Regions from separate parts of the Mus musculus genome. Here regions 1 and 3 are each linked to region 2. Evidence: chromatin contacts called from public promoter capture Hi-C data. All regions are on one chromosome and are shown on one strand. Each heading gives the region's core, a stretch centred on a gene start, on an enhancer-like site or on the middle of the called end of the contact. The rest is flanking DNA. Distances are from core to core; before and after follow the strand shown. Region 1 holds the start of Ddost (dolichyl-di-phosphooligosaccharide-protein glycotransferase). Region 2 holds the start of Emc1 (ER membrane protein complex subunit 1). Region 3 holds the start of Spata21 (spermatogenesis associated 21).

What was found. Promoter capture Hi-C pulls out the DNA fragments that hold promoters and counts their contacts.
Region 1: a promoter capture Hi-C map of hippocampal neurons shows a contact between it and region 2, with 8 times the contacts expected there. The contact joins the promoter of Ddost here to the promoter of Emc1 in region 2. A contact is called at or near these places in 3 of 39 promoter capture datasets (frontonasal cranial neural crest, hippocampal neurons and maxillary cranial neural crest) and 1 of 9 other capture datasets (adipose tissue).
Region 3: a promoter capture Hi-C map of hippocampal neurons shows a contact between it and region 2, with 4 times the contacts expected there. The contact joins the promoter of Spata21 here to the promoter of Emc1 in region 2.

What each region holds. Positions count from the first base shown.
Region 1 is chr4:138,302,946-138,307,384 of GRCm38.p6, reverse strand. Ddost (dolichyl-di-phosphooligosaccharide-protein glycotransferase) reads right to left here and starts at 2,647. Exons shown (of 11, transcript NM_007838.3): 1 at 2,347-2,647; 2 at 2,120-2,230. The coding sequence starts at 2,506.
Region 2 is chr4:139,350,470-139,354,551 of GRCm38.p6, reverse strand. It overlaps Emc1 (ER membrane protein complex subunit 1), which reads right to left and starts at 1,965. Exons shown (of 24, transcript NM_146157.4): 1 at 1,835-1,965; 2 at 267-391. The coding sequence starts at 1,932. Mrto4 (mRNA turnover 4, ribosome maturation factor) reads left to right here and starts at 1,976. Exons shown (of 8, transcript NM_001290810.1): 1 at 1,976-2,283; 2 at 4,058-4,082. The coding sequence starts at 2,256.
Region 3 is chr4:141,086,949-141,091,362 of GRCm38.p6, reverse strand. It overlaps Spata21 (spermatogenesis associated 21), which reads right to left and starts at 3,018. Exons shown (of 15, transcript NM_177867.3): 1 at 2,833-3,018; 2 at 2,283-2,415; 3 at 775-941. The coding sequence starts at 900.

The sequences.
Region 1 (4,439 bases), core at 1,398-3,897, 1.0 Mb after region 2:
GGACAGGAGGCCAGGAGTGAGGTGAGGTAGCCAGTTATTGGAAGGCTGGGACTGGTGGAAGGCACTGGATGGAGCATTCTGAGCTGGAGAACAACATGACTTCCTTGGTCCCAAGGTGGAGCTGGGTACAGGTAGCATGTAGGTCAGAAGGCACTGTGCCAGGCTGTGAAAGCATCCTAAACCAGGAGTAGGTGCTGGGGCACCAGGGGAGGGGCTTTCCATGGGACCTAAAGGGAGACAGCAGGAGCCGGGGGTGGGGCTGGGGGGACTGGCACTTTAGACAGCTGGCAGAACCCACTCTTGTGTGAACTACAGAATACAAAGTAGCTGCCAGGGGAAACAAAAGGCCATCCGTGTTTAACTGAAGTAGAGAATGGCAGGGACATCTTACCCCAGACAGGGACAGCCTGGGCCAAAGATGAAACGGAAAAACTACCTAGCACATTCACCAAAAAAGCAAAAGAAACGGCCAGGGCTGGAGAGACGGCTCAGTGACTAAGCACGCAGGCTGCTCTTCCAGAGGACCAGGGTTCAATTCCCAGCACCCACACAGCAGCTCACAACTGTCTGCAATTCCAGTCCAAAGGGATCCACCACCCTCTTCTGGCCTCTGAAAGCATCAGGCATAAACATGGTGGGACATACATGCTGGCCAAATATCCATGCAAAACAAACAAACAAACACACACACACACACACACACATAAGAAATTGTCAGGCTGGACAGATGGCTCAGTGGTTAAGAGGACTGGCTGCTCTTCCAGAGGACCTGGTTTCAATTCCTAGCACGTCTGTAACTCCTGTTCCAGGAGATCCAACACCCTCACACAGACATACATGCATTCAAAACACCAATATATGTAAAGCAAAAACAACTAAGTTATATATTTTTTAAAGTGTTTAAAAAAGCAAAAAGAGCCAGGAGGTGGTGGCGCACGCCTTTAATCCCAGCACTTGGGAGGCAGAGGCAGGTGGATTTCTGAGTTCGAGGCCAGCCTGGTCTACAAAGTGAGTTCCAGGACAGCCAGGGCTATACAGAGGAACCCTGTCTTGAAAAAAAAAAAAAAATGAATGAATGAATGAAAAGAAAAGAAAAGAAAAGAAAAGAAAATTGCCAAAGGAACTGGAGATAGCTAGTTAGTGAAAATACATAGGAAGTGGCTAAAGCTATGGGAAGGGCAAGCATCTCAGCAAGATAAAAATATGAGACTCTCATGTCATCTATTCTCGGTTGGGGACACCAGACTCACAGGCCCAAGGGAGTTAAGAACACTTCTCCAAATATACACATGGAAGAGAGAGACAAAGTTCAGCTCAGTAGATCTTAACAGAAATGTCTAGTGGTGGACTCAACTGCCTTGTAAGACAGAAATAGTTAAGTGTAAGTTACAGATCTTCACTCCATTCAGTAGTCTCTGAGGGCTGGTGAGATGGCTTAGCAGGCAGCCACAGGTCGGTCACTGGGTTCAAGTCTCCAGTAAGGGCTGGGAATGACAAGCGGTGCCTATTACCCAAGCATCAGGAGGCAGAGACTGATCTGAGAGCTCACTGTCCAGCCTGCTTAGTCAAAATGGCAAGCTTCAGGTTCAGTGAGAGACCCTGGCTTAAGGGAGTGAGGAGTGTGACAGAGTAGGTGACCCGATTCTACACGTCCACAGAAGTGTGCACAACCTCACATACATGCATATTTCCCACCACCCCCAATACCAACTAGCCTTGTGTTGGTCAGCCAAAACACATCCATCAGGCCTTAAGGGTTGATGGGTATGTATCTATTTGTATTCTTATGACCTGCAGAATGACTTTTTACAGCAATCCATGTTAATAATGTGACAAATCTTTGTACACAAGCAAGTCAAATCAAGAGTTTCTTTATCAGGACCCTTGTTAGAGAAAACCCCCTTCTCCAGAAGCGAAATGTCTACGGGTGACATTTGGCACTCTATCCTTAGCTGTATCTTTTTGACGGATGAAATCTCCGAGGCCCAAGCTGCAATTAACATTTTCCTCTACTATACTTCGAAACTCACCCCAAGACCCAGAACATGCCCAGGAACAAGAAGACAGCCGTCTCCTGAGCCCCCCCAATCCCATTTCGAGGGGCGACGCGCGCCCTTACCTTCCACCGACGGGGAAAAGATGATAAGGTTGTCATAGAGGAACTCCCCGTACTTAATGAGGGACAAGCTGGGGTCATCTGCGGTCTTGAAGGTGAGCTCAAAGCCCCGGTCTGGAGGAAAGAAACCCGGAACCCGGTCAGGAGAGGAATCCCTGCTGCAGCCCTCGGAGGGGGCTGCCGTCTCCGCCCCAACCCGGGCCATTCCCTCGGCTCTGCTCGGCGCTCACCCTTCAGGCTGCGGAAGAACAGCGAGTGCGTGTCCCGCACGTTCAGGTTGTCCAGCAGCACGAGGGTGCGGGGGCCGCTGGCGCAGACGCAGCCGAGCACGGCCAGCAGCAGCCCGCAGAGGGGCCAGGCGCGGACGGCGAGGCGGGGATCCATCTTCATCTCCCAGCAGCCCAGGCCAGCACCTGGGCACCGGAAGCGTCCCTCGCGGCCGCCCAATGGCCGCTCGCAGCGGCGGAGTACCACTTGGAAGCGGTCCGGGTACTCCGTGGCCCCGCGGCCCACGCCGCTGCGGGGACGGACCAAGAAGCAGGGAACGCCACCGGAAGTGGCCCTCCGGAGGCCGAGTCTCTGTACCTTATTGGCGAAACGCACTTGAGGCTCCGCCTCCCCCATGGAAAAGGGCCAATCCAAGAGAGACAGCTCCGTAGCTGCTGCCAATCAACAAAGCCGGGCGCCCTTTGCCTCCGCCCAGGCTAGCTCCCGCCACATCTCTCAAACTCTCCTCTAGCGTCTCCAGATTTTCCGTTTCCTAGGCAGCCGCCCCTTTTCCCCCAGGACGCAGTTGTCATTACCAGGACCAGATAGGGGTGAATTCCTCGCCTGTCGCTAGTCTAACGGGCTCGGAAGCAGGCCCTTATCTCTTGAGAGCAATGAGGTGGGGAAATAGGCTCTGGCCAGGCCCGAAACAGGGTGGATGGCCAAGGAGAAGGTTAGTGATCAAAAGGCTCTTCACAACCAGGATTGGTGGCTCGTGCTTTTAATTTCAGCACTCGAGTGGGAGGCAGAGGCAGATCTTTGTGACTTCGAGGCCAGCCTGGTCCACATAGTGAGTCCAGGCCTGCTGGGGTCACATATTGAGAGCTGGTATAATGCGGCGGGAGGGAGCAACTTGGCTGGCCGGCCAAGGTGATCCCCTGAACAATCAAGCCACGCGACAGACCTAGTGTAAAGACGATTTATCGTCGGTGGAAGGGAAGGGGACTTGGGACGGGGTAGAGACCGAAAAGGGGAACAGAGAATGGTAGAGAAGAGGCCAGCTGAGAACATCTGGGGGGAGAGAGGAGAGAATAGGAGATAGGGAGAGAGGCAGGTTAGCCGAGAGGAGTCCTTACACGCCTGGCTCGCACCTGGCTGGCGGCTACCCAAGCTGCTGCGTGGTGCCTAGCGGAATTGTCTATAAGCCAACATGGGGTGCCAGCAAGATGGTTCAGCTGATAAAGGTGCTTGTTTGCCACCAAGACTGACGTCGTGAGTTCAATCCCTGGGCCCCAGACGGTGGAAGGAGAGAACGGCCTTCTGCAAGTTGTCTTCTGACACACACACACACACACCAACCCAAGATTCAGGACAGAAATAAAACGTAGAGGTCTAGGGATGTGTACTTCAGTGGGTAAGATGCATGCATTATCTAGATTGCAGGAAGGCCTGGGTTTGATGCCCAGTATCATAGAAAACTAGGCATGGCAGCTGGCAGCTGTAACCTCAGCACTCGAGATACAAACATCAGGATAATTAGTGCAAAGTTGTCCTCAGCTACATGCAAGTCCCAGGCCAGCTGGATGTGACCGTCTCCATATAATAATTATCGTTCCTAAACTTCTCTGAAGCCCAACCACACCACTCAGTGACACTGACTTTAGGGATGTGCCATTGTTAGGACACCCTTTCAAGGTACCCACCTACACCTCTCCCTATAGCTTCAACCGCCTCTGCTCTCTGCTCTGAGTACTGCCAACCTTCGCACACACCCTTGAGTTGCCCATCTGCACCTGTTGCCCTTTCAGCTCCCTCCACAGGTGCCCGCCCTCCCCAGGACTCCCACCTGAGATCTGTATCTTTGCTTTTCCATGGTGGTGGGTGGGGCTTTATTCCCTCAGAAACCTGAGCAACCTCCCCTGACTGGTGCTACTGCAGTGGCCTTTGGTAGTCTGACCCTGTACCCTGGCTGCTTCAGTGAAAACTCCTTGGCCCAAGAGTAAGTAAGGCCTACCAAAGTCTCTGGTATAAGGAGGAGGGCAGAGTAGCTCAGTACAGAGCTAGCACATACTCTAACCCTTCACAGAATACCACGAAGTGGGTGCAGCTCTCGTTT
Region 2 (4,082 bases), core at 716-3,215:
AGACCAGACTGGCCTCGAACTCAGAAATCCACCTGCCTCTGCCTCCCGAGTGCTGGGATTAAAGGCGTGTGCCACCACGCCCGGCTTGCAGTGCTATCTTAAAGGCCTTCAGGACAGAGGGAAGGAATTACAAAGGCAGTGCGACAAATTTACCCAGTGAAAGACAACAAGACTAGAGAACATAAAAAGAAGGCAAGCCACGGGTCGCTCAGATGCACCCAGTCAGCTTCCTTCCCAGAAGCCTCTGGTCTCCGCAGTTCACTCACAGATCTCTCCAGTCCGAGAATTTAACGCCGCAATCACATTCTTCTCTGTGGCCACAACCAACTTCTTGGATCCAGGGGAAAACTCCAAGGAGGCAAACTTGATCTTCCCAACATACTGCTGTCTCCTGAGGACCAGTGCAGGGGAACGTCAGGGCACGAAGACAAACTGCTGCCTCACACCAGCACATCTCCCTCAGCACACGCAAGAAGTGCGTGCTAATGAAGAGCTCCGAGCATACGCAAGAGTTCTGTGCAACGTACTCAGAAGCAAAAGAAGGCAGGAGAGAACTGCCACCATATACATGGGAGACAATACCAGTCTGCCAGCTAAATGTAACACCTACCTACTCAGGCAACACCCCAGAGTCCTCGGCCTAATTAATTTTTAGCGGCAACAGACTTCCAGGGGCACGGCTTGCACACTGTTGCAATGGGGAAATGCTGCTGTCTGAGGCACACTGATTGAGCCTGGCATTTAGATGACATCTCTCATTTAGACCACTGTGTTATTTAGCCTAGTTTGTTTTAAAGGAGCTTCTGGGGTTTGATTTTTTTTTTTTGGTTTTTCGAGACAGGGTTTCTCTGTGTGTAGCCCTGGCTGTCCTGGCACTCACTTTGTAGACCAAGCTGGCCTCGAACTCAGAAATCCACCTGCCTCTGCCTCCCGAGTGCTGGGATTAAAGGCGTGCGCCACCACGCCCGGCTTTGGGGTTTGGTTTTGTTTTAAGATTTATTTATTTATTTTATGTATGTGAGTACACTGTCACTGTCTTCAGACACACCAGAAAAGGGCATCAGATCCCATTACAGATGGCTGTGAGCCACCAAAGTCCAGATAGGCTAATGATTGTTGGGACCAGGACCCAAAATGAACACCTTTAAAAAAAATACATATGTATGTGTGTGTGTGTGTGTGTGTGTTAGTTGTCTGTCAATTTCCCCAGAAGCATACAACTGATAAGTAGCCAAATGCTTATTCAATCTGAAATAAGCACAGTCAGAAGGAAGGGGTGAGCGAACGAATGTCAGTTTGGAGAGGGAGAGGCCACACTGCACCCAGAGAGTCCCTCAGAGGAAAAGGCTCACTTTAGAACTTGTGAGACAAGTGGACTAAGTGACACCAGCTAGTTTCAGGCTTAAAGTTCACTGGGGCTAGTGACCTGGGACCCAGAAGATCACAAACCTGACAGCCACAAAATCGGACATGACAGGAAAGGAGGGAACTAGTGACCTCTGACCAAAACCCTTAAAGCCTGCCTTCACTGCGGAGCAATCTGCACCGTCACACACAGGGCGGCTTAAAGAGCTCCCTCCATGCTTAACATAAAGCTCTTGGGTTGACATCTTACGACTCTTCATATCTGAAGAGGAGACTCTCACATTGTCATTCTGCACAGGGTGCAGCATTCATTCATTCATTCACTTCTCCCTGAAAGCACCCTCCCGCACCCCCGTTAAGTTATAGTCTGGGTTCGGCTCCATAGCAAATCTCCTTCAGATTAGCAGGAGGGAGACAGATGCTGAGGAAGCAAACACCGACGTCCTGGAGAAGCGTCACCTGTACGCACCAGTCAAACTTGCCCACTTGGTCTTCGTAGACCGCGGCCGCAGGGACGAGCAGCACAGCAGCCCAGATCCAGAACCCAGACGCCACCGCGACCGCCATGATTGAAGCCCAAGCACCGCCTGCCGCCAGCCCGGCATGCACCGGGCCTCAAGCCCCTCCCTCCGCAGAGCCATAGAGAGGAACCGGTTCGCGAGGGACTTGGTGGAGTGCTCGGGACTCGGAAGCCGCCGGGACTGGAGGGACCCGGGACCTGGGCAGAGAAGTGGCCTTCAGGACACTGGGCGGAGCGCAGGCGGGGAAGAGAGGGCTCGCCACAGTTCAGGCACACGCGAGGGGCAGCCCCGAGCGCCGTCCCATAAGCCCCCGCGGCAGCCGGGTCCTAACCGGCCGCCCAGTCTTCCGCCGCACGTGCCTTTGCCGCGATGCCCAAATCCAAGCGAGACAAGAAAGGTAGGTTCGGGGGGCCTGCGTCAAGGGGGCGAGGGGGACGCGGGTGAGACGCCGGGGCCTCTCCGAGAGGCTCGGCCGGCCGAGATAGCGAGAGAGCTGGAAACTGGTCCGGGCCGACAGCAGTCGCATAGCCCAGGCTCTCCTCGAACTTGCCAACCAGGATAGTCTTACACAACTAACCTTGCTGCTTCTACCTCCCGATTGCTGGAATTACAGGCAGCATCACTAAACCAAGTACGCTCTTGTTAGGCAAACACTACCCACATAGCACTGGTCTACATCCCCTGGCATGTGCGAGCGACCGTGTGTGTTTGAGAGAGGATCTTGACGATGTAGCTCAGATTTGCTTAGGACGGTCTCATTATCTCAAGAAAATAGGGGTTTTACAGTTTCGACTACTGCATGTTTTGTTTGTCTATTTATTGCTGGGGCCTTGAACTCTTCCAACTGTCTGCCTTGGCCCCAAATACTAGGATTCCATACTGAGCCACTACATCAAGCTAGCGGGCTGGCGCTTTTGTGGGTGTTAGAAGACAAGACAGTTGAACAAAAAGGGTCCGGCTTCATCAGACTCACCACCTTAGTTAGGGGTGTGTGTCTGTCTGTCTGTCTCCTATACCCCTGTCAAGTCAGTATAATGTGTCAGGTAGTCCAAGTGGAGTATGGAGCAGGTGGGAGTGATAGTGTTTTGCATAATGTTGTCAGGAAAACTCTCAGCGGTTAGAGAAGGTCGTTTGGAATAGAGGGAACACAAAATGAAAGGGGTCTGTGGTGTGATTAACATATTGTGGGACAGCCAGTGTGGCCATAGTGAACAAAGTGGGCTTAGAGGAAAAGACCCAGCCTTTGGTGTGGCTTTGCTTTGAAAGGGTCCCTTGATAGCACAGAGAATATGAAGGCAGCAAGGCCAGCAACCACCTGCAGCATGCTAAGTCGCACCAGAATCCTAGCGGTGGAGAGTCCGGGAATGACTGGCTGGGTGTGACTGTGTGCCTTGTAAAGAGGGACTGTGAGTGGCAGGCAGGGTAGATGAATGGGCCATATCGGCTCCTGGGGACACCCAGGGCATTATAGCTGATGTTTTAGTAAGTTCTTATAGAGTCGTTAGGGTCTGGAAGGAGCCCTGGACAGATGTAAGCAAAGGCCGGGAACTCTTGGGAGTAGGACAGATAGAGCCTGGGTCACTTTTCAGTAGAGGTTGTGTCCCCCATCTGCCCTCTCCCCAGCGTTGCTGTAGTCTTGGGTTCAGATTACAAAAATGAAGTGTAGGTATATAACAGAATAGGAAAGATAAGGTCCCAACAGGATGACGTGGTACATGCCTGGAATCCCTCCACTTAGGAGACAGAAGTAAGGAACTGTATCTTGAGTTTAAGGCCAGCCTAAACAGCTTTGTAGCAAGATTGTGGTTTTTACAAAAGGAAGAGTTGGTCCCTGTCATTCCATAGCCCCACCTTGGCCAGCAGGTTGGGAATCCCACAGACAGCGCTCTATCCGCAGGAATATTGAGTATGGTAATACTGCAATAAATGCAACAGTCGGCCCAAGGAACTAAGGGCACTTTGTTTATGGCAGGGGATGTATTTAGGGATCTTAGGGTCCAAGATTGCTAGGAAAGCAAACGCTCTGTCAGCCTTGAATGCCAGGAATGACTGTCCATTGCTGCCTCTGTCACACTGGCTTAGTTTAGCCAAGCCTCCAAAGAGGGAAGCAGAATTAGTCTCCAGAGCATCCACACTCACAGTTGCCACCATCTCTTTTTCTTGGTTTTTAGTTTCTTTAACAAAAACTGCCAAGAA
Region 3 (4,414 bases), core at 1,769-4,268, 1.7 Mb before region 2:
TGATATTTTTAGTTTCCCTCTTGGCCATCAATGACTGGTAGGGCAGACCTTAAGCCAAGCCAACACCATATAGTTTATTAACTAGTGGGTGAAATTGTTTTAACAAAAGATTATGGTGGGAGCCAACTCTCGCAAGTGCCTGCTATGAAGCGGGGCTTCAACGGACTTAATCCGGGTAATCCTTACCATGGCACACACAGAAGGCTGAAGGGGGTGCAGAGAACTCATTAAGTAGCAGGATTGGCACCCCATGTTTGCTTGCTGAGAAAATGAATGGGAGAAAAGGAGACCCAGAATGTTTGCCCAGCTCTCCTCTAGAAGCCGTGTGAACTGTCCCCCCCATAGGCTTGCATATTGAGGCCCTGGTTACCCGCTGGTTGGTGTGAGACAGGCAACTGGATTGGGCTCTGCCTCTCCCAATGGAGTCACCTCTTGTTGCAATATCCATATTGGTGGCTTTTTTGGGATGGTCTGGATTAGAAACGTGTTTTGGGTGTCAGGTTGACAGGGGTGGACATATGGTGGTCATATGGATTAAGAAATGCCCAAGGTTGGACGCGGTGGGTGGCGTTTGTCTTTAATCCCAGCCCTTGGGAGGCAGAGGCAGGTGGATCTCTGTGGGTTGGAGGGCAGTCTGATCTATAGAATGAGTTCCAAGACAGCCAGGACTACACAGAGAAACCCTGTCTGGATAAGCAAACAAGACAGAAAGGTAGGAAGTGAGCGACCTGTGCTGGGAATGGAGCTCGGAACCGGAAGTGGAGGTCTGCCCACCTGACCAGCTGAGACAGTGGGTTCCGAATCTGTCTTCTTTTTGGTGGAACTCAGGCCAGAACTTGATTGGACTGCTGGAGCGTCCGCCTTGCTCTCTGGGTGTGTGTGGGTGTTTCTGTTTTCCATTGTTCTGGAGCCAGCAGGATTCCCAAAGCGAGGGGCATAAGCTAGGGTTACCAAGGAGACATCCAGTCAAGCACCCACCAGGCCTGAGACCCCATTGCTACACCTGCAGTGCACCTGAACCCTGCCATGATCAGGCTCCAGGGAGGAGTCGAGCCAGGCTGGCGCTTAACCAGGAGCCAGCCCTATGCAGCACAATGAGCCTGAGAAAGAGGCTCAGGAAACCTGCCCAAGGTCCAGAGTAGGCTCTAACCCACAGCTGGTGCAAAACTGCAGATCTCTACCGCTACCTACAACACAATCCTGCTCTGTCCTCAAGTCCTTCCAGAGGATGCAGAGAAAATGCGATGCTAGCCTCATCAAGGTGGAACTTGCAGTGCCTTGAATGACATCTTAGAGCTTTTAAAACACTAGCATAGACTTAAAAGAGAGCCTATTGGGGGCTGGGGTGCAGCTAAATTGGTAGTGAGCTTGCCTAGCATACACAAGCACCATGTAAGACCAGAGGTGGTGGCCCAGGCCTAGGATCTCAGGAGTTGGAGGCAGGAGTATCTAGAGTCCCAAGTCATTCTTGGCTACATTGTGATTTTGAGGCCAGCCTGGGCTACACAGACAAACACAGACAGACACAGAAACACACACACACACACACACACACACACACACACACAGACAGAGACAGAGACAGAGACAGAGACAGAGAGAGAGCATCAGCCAGCCCATGGTATAAATGCTGCTTCAATGCATGGTTTTTCAAGATAGGGTTTCTCTGTGTAGCCCTGGTTATCCCTGGGCTAGCCTTAGCCTCAGGGATCTGCCTGTCTCGGCTATGCCAGCACTGACATTTCAAGGGTGTAGGACATATGGCTGCCTTTTGCCTGCCTTCATTTGTTGTTTAAGGTTTATTCATTTTTAATGTGTGTGTGTGTGTGTGTGTGTGTGTGTAAGTGTTTGTTCACCATGTGAATGCAGACAGGCTCCCAGGGAGGGCAAAGGGGTTTCAGATCCCTTAGAACTGGAATTACAGGTGTTTGTGGCCACTATGTAGGTGCTGGGTACCCAGATCCTCTATAAGAAGAGACAGAACTCTAACCACTGAGCCATCTCCTGCCTTCCCATACACACACACACACACACACACACACACACACACACACCCGCTTTAGCAGACACACAGAGCGCATGCTCTGATCATCAAACTCAGGTCCCCATGCTTCCAAAGCAAGCTGTTTGTTTAACTGAATGAGCCGTTTACGCAGCCCGGAGCTCCTTTAGGGCGACCTCAGCACTGTTTCGACCGTGCTGTCTTAGCTGTGTTTCACATTTCCTAGGTCTCCAAGGTCAACACCCCCCACTCCCGAAGCCCTCCGGGGAGAGCCCATGACCTGCAGGATCTCGGGGCCTTGTCCTTTCTAAGCCACAGCAGGCCAGCTACTGCCCATGGAACGGCCTCCTCTCTGCTGGATGTTCTTGAGCTGTCTTCTCTTCACAGCCCTGTGAGGTATGGCTCAGCTCTTCCTGTTGGATAGAAAAAGGAAACAGCAGCTCAGAGTCGCCCACCTTCTTGCCCAACACCACGTGGCTCATTTCCAAGGAAAAGGATTCCCACCCATATCTGCTCGACTCTCCAGATGGCGCTGCTCACAGGGCTGTCCTGCCTCCCCTCTCATGAATGCCTGGGCCGCTCATTCACTGTTTAAGGGTGACCCCATGTACCACTCAGGTGCCAGGCCTTGGGGACACCACAAGTGCCCTGCTCACCCAAGGGATACAGAGGATATGCCCCCTGACAATTTGTGCTGACCCAGCTTTCTCCTCTTGCCCCTCCAAACCCCTTCTGCTGTCTCACCTACCTCCCTACAGTAAGCCAAACCCAGCCCCCCCCCATCCTACCCGGTGGGGTGGGAAGTGTCTGACACCAGACCCCCATCCCACCTGTGGGAAGTAGCAGCTCCTGGCCTGCTTCGGCTCTCAAAAGGCACCAGCAGTTGTGGCCGTGGCTAAGTTTCTCTTTCTTCCCCTGTGGTCTGTAACTTCCCCCCACCTTTTTCCCATTAAGGCTCCCCTAACCATCCCTCCTCTCTGGAGCCGTCCTGCTCCAGAGGGGGCTTTGTCCCTTCTGGAAAAATCTCCTCAGACCCTTAGCACCCTTCCTTTGTTCACCGTCTCCATCCCAACCCCGGAATCCTCAGGTCTCTGTGTTCCACAAACCACAGATTTAAGGGAACAGAAGCCCCAAGGAAGAGCAGACCCCATCTGTAGCTAGCTGACAGATTAGACAAGGAGGGGGAACCCCTGGCCAAAGACACAGACTCAAGGGACAGAACTGGGACAGGAGTGGCAAAGACAGACTTCATCCTTCTTCCAGAGCGCCTGATCTCTACCCGACCCACCCCTGCCCCTTTCTTTTGGTTTCTCGAGACAGGGTTTCTCTGTGTAGACCTGGCTGTCCTGAAAACTCACTCTGTAGATCAGGCTGGCCTCGAACTCACAGAGATCTGCCTGTTTCTGCCTCTGAGTGCTGGGGTTAAAGGAGTGTGCCACCACTGCCTGGCCTGATTCCACTTTTTTGTTAGCAGCTTAGTTGAACTGTGCCTCATGTACCATACAGTCTGATTATGAAAGTCTACCTATGGGACTGGCAAGATGGCTCAGTGTTCTGTAAAATATACACACACACACACTAAATAACATATAATAAACTAAAAGAAGGAAAGAAAGAAAGAAAGAAAGAAAGAAAGAAAGAAAGAAAGAAAGAAAGAAAGAAAGAAAAGAAAGAAAAGAAAGAAAGGAAGGAAGAAAGAAAGGGATAAAAGGAAAGAGAAGAAAGTTCACTGTCATTCAGCGACTGTTAGTACAGTCACAGGGTTGGGTCCCCTTGTTAAAACATGATGACACTTATGTCAGCCCATAAGGAATCTCACACCCCTTGGCTGTCACCTCCAGCCTTCTATTGGACTTCATTCCTTGGCAACCATCTTTCTGGTGCTGTGGACTTGCTGTTCTGGGCCTTTAACAGAAACTTGCTCAAAGAGCTCAGCACTGTTCTCAGCCTTCATCTTTGTGATGGCAAGCTTCCAACTGCCCCTCCTTTAAGAAAATAGAAAACATTGATTTTGAGGTTATTGTTGGGGTCCAGGAATCGCCCCACAAACCATACGAACACTGATCTCAGTTAAGCAACAATGATTTATTGAACACACACCCCGAGACTGACTGATCAGGACCACAAAAAAAAAAAAAAAAAGGACTTGGGAGCCTAATTGTGGTATTGGTCTGTTCTTAGAGCAGGATTTTTATAGGAAAAAAAACAAGTCCAGAAGTCCAGAAGGGTGGAGGCAGTACTCGCTAGCTAACGTATCATCAACTGACTCTCAAGCTGATTGGTCCTGAGTGAGGTAAGAGGGCTGGTGGGCGGGTGGTGGACAGCAGACTTCCAGAGCACTGAGATAACGGCACCTAGGTGGTACAGCTATAGCGTTGTTATCGTGTAGGAGAATGCTTCAGTGTCAGCTAT